2 separate regions of the Drosophila melanogaster genome follow, and region 2 is linked to region 1. Evidence: chromatin contacts called from public Hi-C data. All regions are on one chromosome and are shown on one strand. Each heading gives the region's core, a stretch centred on a gene start, on an enhancer-like site or on the middle of the called end of the contact. The rest is flanking DNA. Distances are from core to core; before and after follow the strand shown.

Region 1 (5,885 bases), core at 2,010-4,509:
TGCACCGAAATAAAATAAATATTTTCCCAATAAACGTGCCTGGCTTCTCTTCTGACTTTTAGATGCACTGTATATGTGGAAAGGAGGGGCTTTGGCAACGGTTTGTCAATTAATATTTTCGATATTCATACAGGGCATCGTACAGGTGTGGAGTGTTGGTTTTTTTTTTTTTTTGGTTGGGGATTTGTGTAAGATATATAGACTATGTTCTTGCATACAAACCGGTAGCAGCGATCCGTTAGGGGAGTTACCACCAAGCGGGGCAGGTTGCCCAAGTATTCCATGCCATATTCGACATCTGTGACCACCATGCTGACGCACACCCAATCCTCGTTTTCTGGAAATAAATCATGGATTTATAGTTGTGGTCTCTTGCTGAAACTTTGAGGCCCCAAGTAAACTCACTCTCGTTAACCTTCCAGTAGTATCGTAGCTGGGAGATCCAATCAAAGTCCTGGATGTTCGTAATCCGGCAATCCGTCAGGTATTTCACAACATCGCGATCTGGAAATATTAAACTACTTAATTCCCTATTAACATTTATGATACATTTCGTGTTTATAACTCTTGAAAAGTACTTTACAGAAAACGGTTATTATCCCATAGATTTAGTTGTATGAACAATTCTTGTGCAGTAACGCAAAAGAAAAAAGATTGCAATAATCATAAATATTAGTAAAATATGCATTATGTAAAAGCTCAAACCGGGTCATTTGCGGTTTTGTTTTTGGTCGAAACATTATTTAATTATGCAAACGTGTTGGGCTTGCGGTTTGGTTAAAGTGCGTTAAAATACGGTCAAGTAGGTTTCACTTTGAGGCATGGTACACATTTAAAATTTTACTTATTGTTCCACACTTCTTGCTCCGCACTCACCATGAACATCCAGGACAATCAGCGCCTCCACAGCAATCCGGACTCCGGCTTGCAGATCCGTGCGCACCAATTGCACCAGGTCGGCAATCTGCAGATTGGACTTCTCCAAATAAGCCGGCAGCTCCTTCGTCTCGATGGCCTCCTCCACCTGGGCGAAGTAAAGAAAAAAGATGGCAAGGAAAAGCATAAAGTGTCTGAGAAACTGCAGCGAAGCGAAAGCAAATAAAGAGCGAAATATGGTTTTCAATTTCGCTGCTTGCCAAACGCGAAAAAATTTCTTCTCTGAAAGTCAAAGCCCAAAAGGGAAGTGCTCACAAAAGAAGGAAACCCGGGGAAGGAGAAGAGGGTCAGAAGTGCTGAGGTCCAGCTAATCTCACTGTCAGCAGCACAGAGGGCTCTTCCCTGACAGCCAACTGATGGACAGTTGCTGTCCCACGGACAAGGTCCTTGTGGTTACCGCGGTTTTGCTGCCAAGTACTCGATGGCTCACCTCGTAGGTCCAGGCCATGCAGGAGATGCCCTGCACCACCTGACCGGGCCAACTGACCACCCAGGAGATGCGCTCCACCATGGCGTAGTCCTCCCAGGCCTCGCGCATCTGCTCCTTCACGCTGTCCAGCATCACCATCTCCACCTCCTTAAGCCACATCTCCACTAATCCCTAGGAAACAAACGTAAGTCGGTTATGGTGTTCCGCTTAAAGATTAAAAGACAAATCGCCTACATTGGCCAACTGCGGGTTAATTTTCCGCACCAGGGCCACACGCTCCTCCTCATCACTGACCATCTCCACGATCTCCATGTTATCGTCAAAGGTCAGACTGCCAATCTGTAGGAAAATTAATGCAATTTATAGATAAAGTTGGAAAAAGAGATACTACAGTATAAAAATCTGCGCCAAACTCACCCCTTCGAAACACTTCCTCAAATGGGGCTGCACACGCATGGGATCCTTGGTCTCGGAAAGAATCTCCAATAACTCGTCGTTGGACAAAAAGAAGAAGCGAGCGAAGAAAAGGCGCTTCTGCTCCAGATATGTGTTCAAGCCCTTTGTGACCGTTTCCAAGTCCTCGATGGCCTTCGTGAAGACTTCAAGCATTTCAGGATACTCGGTGGCAGCCATCACATGTCGATCCTTGAGCGTGTGCTTCATAATCTTGCGCCACAGCTTATCCACCGCCTTAAAGTTCCGCCCCTCCAAGGGCATTTGTCGCATGATGTCCTCGCTGCTGAAGATCGGCTCCAGGTACATCCAGGTGATCTGGACCTGTGTCCAAGCATCGATGATATTTTGAATGAGGAGCAGACGGGCTTCCCAGTCGTCCGCCTTGGAGCCCAAGGCTGTGATGAATGGGGAGCGTTTCATGGCCTGGGTTCGCATTATATGATCATCCAGCAGCGTTTGAATATCATCCAGGCTGGCCAGGATGTGCGTGTCCGAGTCGCGATACTGCAGCACCTCGAACATTACGTCCCTCCAGTCCGCCTGCATGATCCTCAGTCCATTGTTCAGGTCGTACTCCTTGCCCGCAGCATTAGCGATCTCTTCCAGCTGCGGCAGAATGCTCATGATATCCACATCAATCATGTCCTTCAGGGTGGGGAACAATTTCGGATTGACTTTGCGACCGAGTATCTTTGAGATCTGATCCCAATGCCGCTTCTCCAATCCATGACGGCAAATCGAGTCCAGGACGGGCAGATACACGCGGAACTTCTCGATCTTCATGCGCATCTGCTCGGCAGCTCGTTTGGCCACTGGATTGTAGGCCAACTGACGGGACAGCTTGTACATTATCTGGCGAAAATATCAGAGTTAGAGGGCGAACAGGTAAGAGTGGTTTCTTGAGCCACTCAAGATATTATAAGAAATTAAATTAGCCAGGTCGACCTGGTCAGGAACCGTATCTAAACGAATTGACTAATTATATGATTTAATTAGAAACTAATGAGGATGGTACTATAATTTTCTGAGGAGTTGACTGGTATGCATCTATATTATGGAATACTTTTTCAAAAAAATATTTAAAAAAAGATCGATATGGTATATATTAATCAATTACCCCTTAAGGTGCAAGGTTGCGCAGCTGTGAAGCTGAAAATAATTCGATTTCGCAAGGGTATTCAAGCTTTCGCCTGAGAACTGTTTTCTTCATTTTTTTGGGCTCCCACTTTGCCGCTTCAGCTGTGCCGAAAAATTCAATTCAACTGACTTTCCTTTTGCGCCTTTGTGCAGCTTTTTTTTTTGCGTGACTCCGAAAGGCTTCCCAGCTGACCCCGATGGGGGTCACATCCCCAAAATCCAGGGGATCCCCTTCCTTCAGCTACTCATCTTATGGCAGCCGCCAAATATGTTGGGTATTTTTTCCATGCATACTTTTCGGCTGCCAAGTGGAACTTTCTTTTTACAGCCAGTTTTCAGTTGGTCGTCGGTCGGGTTTGTCGGGTTTGTCCCTTGCTAACTGGATGGATGGCTACTATTGCTGCCTTAGGTGGTCTGAGGTTTTTAGTTGCATTTTAGTTGCTACATTGGCTTACAGACGGACATACGGGAGATAGGGGAAACACATAGGGGAGCCACAGGACGAAGGACGTAGGAGCCCATGCATGGGCAGTTGAGCAGGAGAAATCCGACAACAGCTCAAACTTTGTCGGTCCTTGCTCGTTTTTATTTCCGCCAGCTACTGAAGCCAGCGGAGCTACTGAAGCCCCCTAGAATGACAACTTCCGACTTTGCAACTACTTACCTTGTGCATATTCTCCACTTGCTCCCGCACGCCATCCGCATTAAGGCATTCGAAGCGCTCGAACATCCTGAAAGCAGCAGAAGAGATGTAAATAGAAGTACACAAAAAAAAGGACGAAATAAAGGAGCAGGGGCCGGAGCTGCAGTGGTGTCCTCATCATAAGCGCCAGCTTTCTGCTGGAATTCGCCCCCGGGTTGTGGGAATTGAGAGAGGGCCACTACGATTGGTATTGGGATTTGCGTGCAGCAATGTCAATGGAAATGACTGCCGGACTGGGGCCATTTCATTTCGGAATATTACGGAGCCCCGGGAAGTGTCACACTTCCCCCTCCGGCTGACAGAACTATAATTGCAATGGGCTTAAATGTTGCCGCTGCTTACCAAATGAGATAATCCTTTTCGAACTCGTACGAGGTCTTCCACAACTTCTCGATAGGCTCCATTTTCTCGATGATCTCGGCAAGAAGTGGAAAGGCGGAAACATCGATTTGGAGTAGAGTCTCCTCTGTGTTGATGGCCTTGGCCTCACGACTGAGATTCTGTAGGGAACATATGAATAATAATAATAATAATGAAGATTTTTAAATATGCTTGAATACTTGTATATGTCACTCCCAAACTAAGCCCCAACTAATCAACTCCAATCTTCCAAAAGAATACCAGCAAAGTATAGCTAATCCTTACCTCAATGGTGGTGAAGAGCAAATCGACCGTATCCACCCGCTCCTTGAGCTCCTCCAGCGTGAGCACATCCCGGATTTCCCGAATACGAAAGCCGTCCATCGTGCGCTTCTCCTGGGCCAGCAGCTTCTCGAACTCCATGCGCCGCTCCCTGCGGAATGTGTCGGCTTAGTATCTGGGATCTGTTCGGGATCAGAGTCTAATCGGTACTTCACTCACCGCAAGGCCAGCTCCAGATTATCACGCACCACCGCCAGGCGGGCGGCGCTCAGATCCAGGACCTCCTCCAGTTCGCCCGGCAGGATGAATGTGCGCGAGTTCAGATGAAGTTCGTCGCCTGCGGATGGGAGTGAGACCAAGACCAGACTGGATGACATGGCTCTCGATTGTACTCGCTGCTAATTAACTGCGCTTAACTCTTAATTAATTGGCTGCGCGAGACTTTCTTTTTCGGGGGATAAAATAATTAGTTATTCGAGTAGGTACGAGTATATTTGGCTGTGACAAGCTGTATCCGTGAGTATTCGGTGTGACAAAGCCACACACTCGGACGGACGGACGGGCGGCCAGATAGACAGGCAAACAGACAAACAGACAGGCAGTTGGAGCCGCAAATTCAGAGGGACTCAAGTACACATTGTAGCTATCCGAAAGATACACACGACACTTGACGATAACTGGCAATTGTCTGCGAGGATTTCTGTGGGTGTGAGCCCGTCTGCATTTGCTGGTTGTCAAAGCAACTTTCACACATTCATGAATTTGTTAAGCTCATTAAGTTGCATTTTCGGGGTTTTAGCGGAGCTCAATGTTTGGTGTCTCACCGCAAGTAATTATAAAACCAATTAGTAGACTCAGCTTGTTAGTTGAGGTTAATTATGTTAAGCGAAGCTGCACTTCCTGCCTTTCCTATGAGCCCATTTCCCTTCCGCATCACCTCTCTACCCAAAAGCCAAACACAGGGCAAAGCAAACACACTATCTACACTGCGGGATAATCTGGAATTATGATAATAATCTCTGTGACAGAAGTTAAAGGTTATAAGGTAGAAGATATCAGCTAAAGAAGTATAGAAAATATTCAAGTTCTGTATTCTATGTAAACTCGCCTTAAGACCTATTATTATTCTAGTTTATAAGGAATATTCCTAAGTTTAGAGGTTTCTGTAAAGGGTATGCAGTAACAAACATTTCTAACTTAATTAGCTCTGTTGTGTAATTTTATACATCTTTGTGGTTCAATTTAAAGCCCTAGAGATTGTATATCGTATTTTTCCCCAGTGTCTAGATTTTGGCCGGGATGCCAAGGGAAAGAGCTCGGCTGGCCAGCTGCAGCTGCACAAACAGCGGAAGGGAGAAAGCGGGAAGGCGAGAAGGAGGTCCTGACCAAACCAATTGCATCACTCACTGGACAGGTAGGTGTGTGTCAGCAGGAAGACGACGCGCTTCAACACGTTCTTGATTTCATCCTTGATGGCAAATATGCGCATCTCCCGGCAGTCGTTGATGTAGTTCTGCAGGGCCACCACCTCGGGCGTCTCCTCCGGCCGCTCGCCGGCCTTCATCGACATCTCCTCCAGCT
Region 2 (5,746 bases), core at 2,701-5,200, 830 kb before region 1:
CAAGCTGAGCGGAAACTGTCGAGTGGAACTGTTGCAGGATGGGTCAGGGAAATTGAAATGTGGGTGGGGTTGTGGAACATCTATTATAGTATGTATATGCCACTTGAACTTAAAGAGTGACCCAGTGAAAAATATATGAATATTATGGAAGCATTCTTTGGATACATCTTAGTTGAAGCACTAGTATAAATATACTTCGGTCGGGTCACCTTTCCTTTAATCAAATTAGGCGAATTAAAGTGGCCCGGACTTTGGGTACCCTTTTACAGCAGATTACCACGCATTTGGCATTCCGGCTGGTCATCCCAGAAGGGATTGGCCCGAGTCCAAGGAGTTTGTCAAATGATTCATGAATTTTTAATTGGCCCAAAAGTGGCAGCAGGTTGTAGTACATCATCAGCTAGCCAGCCAGGTGGCCGGTTTGTTCGTTGAATTTCATCAGGCGAGCAGAATCCCTGAATCTGACAATGGTTCCTACCTATGGACAGTCCCCTGCTGCTCCTACTTTCCGATTTGGCCCAAAAACACTCACATGGGTAAGCCTAAATGGGCAACCCAAAACACGAACACGAATGCGAACACGGCCAAGCAGCAATCACACAAAAGATTAAATGCCAGCCAGTCCGGGGCATTCCCCAGGTATCCTTGTTCCACCCATTCTTCACCCCTCCCCATTCACATCCCCATCACTTTGGCCATCTGATTACTTTGGGGCCTAATACGCCATATCTCAGCATCGGTGCAAAATCAAAATTCAATTTACGCACAGACGAACCCGCCCACTTAGGCTCACTGATGGTTTCCCTATATATCCCTCCATTTAGTCCATCCGAGCATCCAAACATCCCACCACCACAAATGCCCCCACCAAACTTATTCGCAAAGGTGAGCCAGGTGCTTTCGTTACGATTTCTAATCAAGAATTGATTGTGATCCCTCGATGCGGCTGTCGTTCACGTTTCAGCCATAATTATCAATGACTTTTGAATGTCAAATGTGGACGAGATGAGCTGGGGATGCCATGTCATTACCATTGCCATTGTCACCTCTCCCAGACCCCCAGACCACTAGACTCCCAGACTTCCAGACTTCCACACTCCCAGACCACCAGACTTCATCTTCGTTTTGATGGGGCAAAAATCTTTTCATATGTCGCTGTCAAAAATTACAATATTTGATAGAGTGTTTATGCAGGGGCTGCGACCTCGCAGGAACCCATATAGCCATATATATATATGTACATATATCGTATTGTGGTGGGGGGGCATGTGGCAAGGTTAACCTGGTATCCATCCTGCTACCCTGGCGTCCCTGCTGGGAAAAAGTTATTCGGTGGCTGTGGCACGTTTCTGGCATTGCTGCGATTAAGTGAGGCATTAAAGAAGTTTTCGTTGCCGGCGCAAATGTTGTTAGCCAAACGAAATTGATTCAAACACGAAGAAATCTGCAAGGGTGAGATATAGATGGTAGGTGGTTTGGGCCAAAATCGAAAGATACAGACAAGATCCATCAGCGCTCCCTTCGCTGCTGACTTGTAAAGTTTCGTTGTCTATTTTTTTTTCCATCGCTCAGTCAAATTGCTGCATTGCAATGCGAAAATCAATTTGGAATTATCCCACAGCTCATTTCGTTTGGGGGTTTCCTCTTGTTGGGCTGGTGAGTTGGTGGCAGTCAGGCAGGTGGTAAACCTGCAGTGTCATTCCGATTTGATTAAATATTCCAGCCAGCGCTGAGCTGAGCCACCTAATTGGCTGAAGGTGAAACTGTTTAGCATTGAATCAATCAAAATTAACAAGCGACTTGGGCAACCTTGGAATTGGAATGGGATGGAGGGGATTCGTCGTTGTGTGTATGTGTGCAGTAATCACAGGACATGAAACATTTAGGTATTCAGATCATGTGGACAGGTAACAAGCGTTAATTAGAGCAACGGGGCATGGAAACGGTGCAACTCACGGATATGCCACCTTTAATCCGGTAAATCCAATTCGCGCCATGCCCTCCTCTGATTCGGGACAATCTCTTTCAGCGAAGCTCTGGCCATTAATTAATATGCAGACCCATTCAGTGGATAAGCCAACTGAAGCCCCTCCATTGAAGCTCACTCATTTGAATATGTGTATTCTCGGTATCTTTGTGCAGATTCAAGCATTGCACGTGAAACCCTTGACCAATGTATCTATTTGCTTGTTAAGTTAACCAAACGTTGCTACAAGGATGCAAAGTGAACACACACACACACACACAGTGAACATGCGTGCGTGTTTCCAATAAATTCTGAAGTTGTTACTCACATTTAGAATCTATACTATACTATCACTGCACGGCATTCTTTATCTACCTATTTTTAGATACTTTCCTGCATATTCCCATTTCCCATCCGGTGCCACGCCCACTCACACCGTAGTTTTATCTCCCTCTCAATTTTCCATCAGCTTTTTCGGACAAATGGCCTTTTATCACTTTGAAGCCGTTTGATTCATGCGTATTGCAATCAATGCCATTCATTACCGAAAAACTAAATACAAGTACCAGTTTTTCCCACCCCACAATTCCCATTTACACCTCCCGCTACCGCTCCGCCCCCCCAAAAACGAATGCTATTTGTTCGTGTGTTAAGAGCTTTTCTCAAATGCTGTTGTCTCGAGGGGGGGGGGGGGGTGGTGGTTGGGTGGCTAATGCTCTAATTTATTGCTCCTTTGTGGAGCCAGAAAAGGAGCCCAGTAGCAGCTCGAGCGTGAAAAGGATGCTTTGGCTTTGATCAACGTTTTGTTAGGCAGCCCAAAATGAATTTGTACCAGACCAGACAATACACTTAACTGAAGGAATTCGCGGTGGGATGAGCGTGAGTACTAGTATGAGTTCGTGGCTAAATTGGTCCCTGCTCTTTCTGTCAAGGCGACATTTTCTCACGCGATTTTCATTCATTTCCACGGGAGCAAAAGTTCAAAGCAGGTCTCACAAATGTATCCAACGAAAGCGATTGGCATAAGGCGTTGCGAAGTTTAGAAGTAAGACTTTCAAAATGAGTATCCTGGATTAGAGGACATGTTGTCATTTCATTTAGCATAATTAAATATGAACTAATAAGTAAAGATCTGTAACCCCTAGATCATTCATTAAAAGATTAGAAATCCTTAAAAAAATAAAATGAATCCTCTAGAGGATCAGCTCCTCCTACCTTGCGAAGGAACATTTCGTTGCACTGCTTGGCGGTGCTGCGCCAATGGCGATGGCGATAGCGGGAGTTGCCCAGTTTCAGGGTGCCCTGGAGATCGGCAGCCTCCTCAACAACGCGCCGGATGCACTGGTAACGCAGGCGGTTGCATCTGTGGATCGGCTGCATGGGCACCACACCGTGCTCCGGCTCCGATTCCGCACCAGAGCGCACCTGATCCTCGTCGTCGTCCACCCAGGCGCTCAACACGCCCTCCACGAAGTTGTACAGCATCTGGATGTTGGCCTTCATGGGCGCCGAACCGGAGGGCACTTGGGCCTCCGTCTTGATGAGCTTCCGGTTTTGGCACACCTCCCGCAGAAGATTCTCGCCAAAGTGCACGGTTTTGTGACGCCGTCGACGGGAATTCAGTGAGGCAGCCGAGGCGGATTTCATCAGCTTGCCATTGGAGTGGTGCACATAGGCGGGCAGTGGTTGCACTAGCGTGGTTGTTGGCTCCAGCCAAGCGAGGCCCGATCCCGGTCCTCCTAATCCACCATGTCCAGCACCTCCGACTCCTGCACCCATTCCTGCGGAACTGGCGGAGTCTCCTCTCTGGAGGGTGTTTGGTTGTGAATTGCTGCGATAGTGATGGTGCGGATGTGGATGCGGTGGCGAGGGCAGTGGCTGCATCTCCAGGTCGTCCAGTGGCGCCGGCTCAATGTCATCCAATGTGGTGGGCGGCTGGGACAGCTGGGTGCGCAGGCGATTGAAGTCGGCGGCACAGCGAGGCAGTGAGTTGCACTTGGCGGCATTGAGGCATTTGCGATTCCGGCAGCTGAGCAGCGGGGCACAGGATCGACAATCGTGGCAGATGACCAGACGGCGTTCGCTCGTCGCTCCAGCTCCTGCTCCGGTTGCTCCCACTCCCATAGTTCCACCTCCTGTTGGCGGCGGAGGCGTTGCCGTTGTGGATGGTGTCGTCGGCACATCGGAGCCCATGGCTCCAACCAGATGAGCTGGAACTGCATGCAGTTGCACCTGCGCCAGTTGCTGATGCCTGGCCAGATTTACCGAACTCACCGACGACGTGATGCACTGCCTCGCCTGGCACTCCTGGTACCGGCAGTGCGGATCCGTACAGATGGGCAGTAGTGGACAATCGGGATCCGTACAGGGTCCCGGGGATGGTGAACGAGGAGCCCTCTCCGCACTCGAAGACTTACGCTTGTGGCCACCGGAACGCTGGGCGGACATATCGGAGACCGTGGCGGACCTTTGGGTCTGATGGCGACGGGAACGCTCCTTCCGACCACTAGACTCCTTGGTTTTCGGTACATATTGATAGCGTTCTTTGTGCGGCTTGGCATACAGTCGTTCCAGATGGGCGGTGTTTGATGTGGATGCCGCTCCTGCCCCACCACTCCCCACCACTTCGCTGGCCGAGTGCCGCAGTCTTCTCTCCCGTGAACGCTCCTCCCTCCGCTGGCATAGGGGAGTGTGTGAAAGGGCACTGGGCACCGCATAGCCACTGGGAATGCTCATTCTCTCCGGTGGTTGAGCTGGAGGAGGTTGCTTTCCGAGGGATTGCAGCTTGTGGAGAGGATAGGCTATCCAATCGGCAGTGAGCTGTTGCTGTTCCTCTTCGCTGACTGCTCCACTGTGTCCCAGGGAGTGTCTCTTCCGATGGCTGGTCTTCGACTGATCTTGGGCATCTTCCTGGGAATTGGAACGGGGCTGGGCATCGCCACCACTGCCATTCCGGCGATGATGCGACCGACGGGACTTGCCCCTATCCGTTCCACTGCTGCTCTGCATCTTGGTGAGCCACTCCACAATATCAGTTTTCAGCAGCGAGAACTCACAGGGTCCGGAACCTTGTCGGGACAGCGGTTTCTTGAGAAGATCCGCCAAGGCCTTGGCATACGCAGAACCCACAGCCTTGTCCGCATCCGAAGGCAATCGATCGCGTTCTCGCTCCTTCTTACGCGGCAGATGATCGAGCAGCCAGTCGGGCAGTTCGTCCTTTAGGACTGTGATCTCACTGGGACCCGAGGAGGTGCGCACTGGCTGGATGGGACTGGCAGTTTTTTGGAGCTTCAGCCACTCCATAGTCTCCTCCCGCACCTGGCCACCTTCAGCGGATCGGGCGGAGTGACGCTGTTGAGCCCGGCGATCGAACCACTCCAGTTGCTCGGGCGGTTGGCGCAGGGCACTCTTTGGCATGGTGGCCACTTCCTCGGCACTTTTCTGCCGTCTCGGTGGCAACTGAGGTCTCTGCTCAATTCGCACGTGTGCGTGACCCGTGGGTTCCGTTAGCCTCACCGATCCCTTCCGCCTGATGCATTTCTGTTCCATTGTCTCCTCATCGCGAGCTCTCACCCGTCGAGTGATTTCGAAGATGTCGCCGTTGATCTGGTGATAGAACTTCTCCACTTCGACACCCCGATCGAATTCCTCCTTCGCCGTGGGCTTGGCATGTGACCGCGAGGGTGGGCGTGGCGGTGGCGGCAGCTGGTTGCCCTCGTCCAGTTTCTTCTTCTTGTCATCACTTTCGTCGGAGGAGGCATTGAGCAGGGCACCAGAGCC

Evidence for each region. Hi-C and Micro-C count contacts between places; a contact is called where the count stands out from the background.
Region 2: a Hi-C map of the Kc167 cell line shows a contact between it and region 1, with 1.5 times the contacts expected there. The contact joins two enhancer-like sites. A contact is called at or near these places in 3 of 107 Hi-C or Micro-C datasets (the Kc167 cell line and wing imaginal disc).

Annotation. Positions count from the first base shown.
Region 1 is chr3L:4,868,900-4,874,784 of dm6, reverse strand. Dnah3 (dynein, axonemal, heavy chain 3) reads right to left here. Exons shown (of 52, transcript NM_139680.3): 15 at 5,712-5,885; 16 at 4,524-4,641; 17 at 4,308-4,455; 18 at 4,005-4,162; 19 at 3,624-3,690; 20 at 1,784-2,674; 21 at 1,601-1,705; 22 at 1,367-1,537; 23 at 877-1,024; 24 at 406-504; 25 at 223-337. Among named protein-coding and RNA genes, the nearest start is that of Dnah3, 11 kb to the right of the region's middle. Within about 2 kb of position 3,259, at least 8 of the 39 cell types and tissues checked have an H3K27ac peak or open chromatin away from gene starts, as enhancers often do. A contact at or near this core is called in the Kc167 cell line, where this site is marked.
Region 2 is chr3L:5,696,460-5,702,205 of dm6, reverse strand. All of the region lies in intron 14 of sif (still life), which reads right to left. All of the region lies in intron 15 of CG46320, which reads right to left. Among named protein-coding and RNA genes, the nearest start is that of CG44521, 14 kb to the left of the region's middle. Within about 2 kb of position 3,950, at least 8 of the 39 cell types and tissues checked have an H3K27ac peak or open chromatin away from gene starts, as enhancers often do. A contact at or near this core is called in the Kc167 cell line, where this site is marked.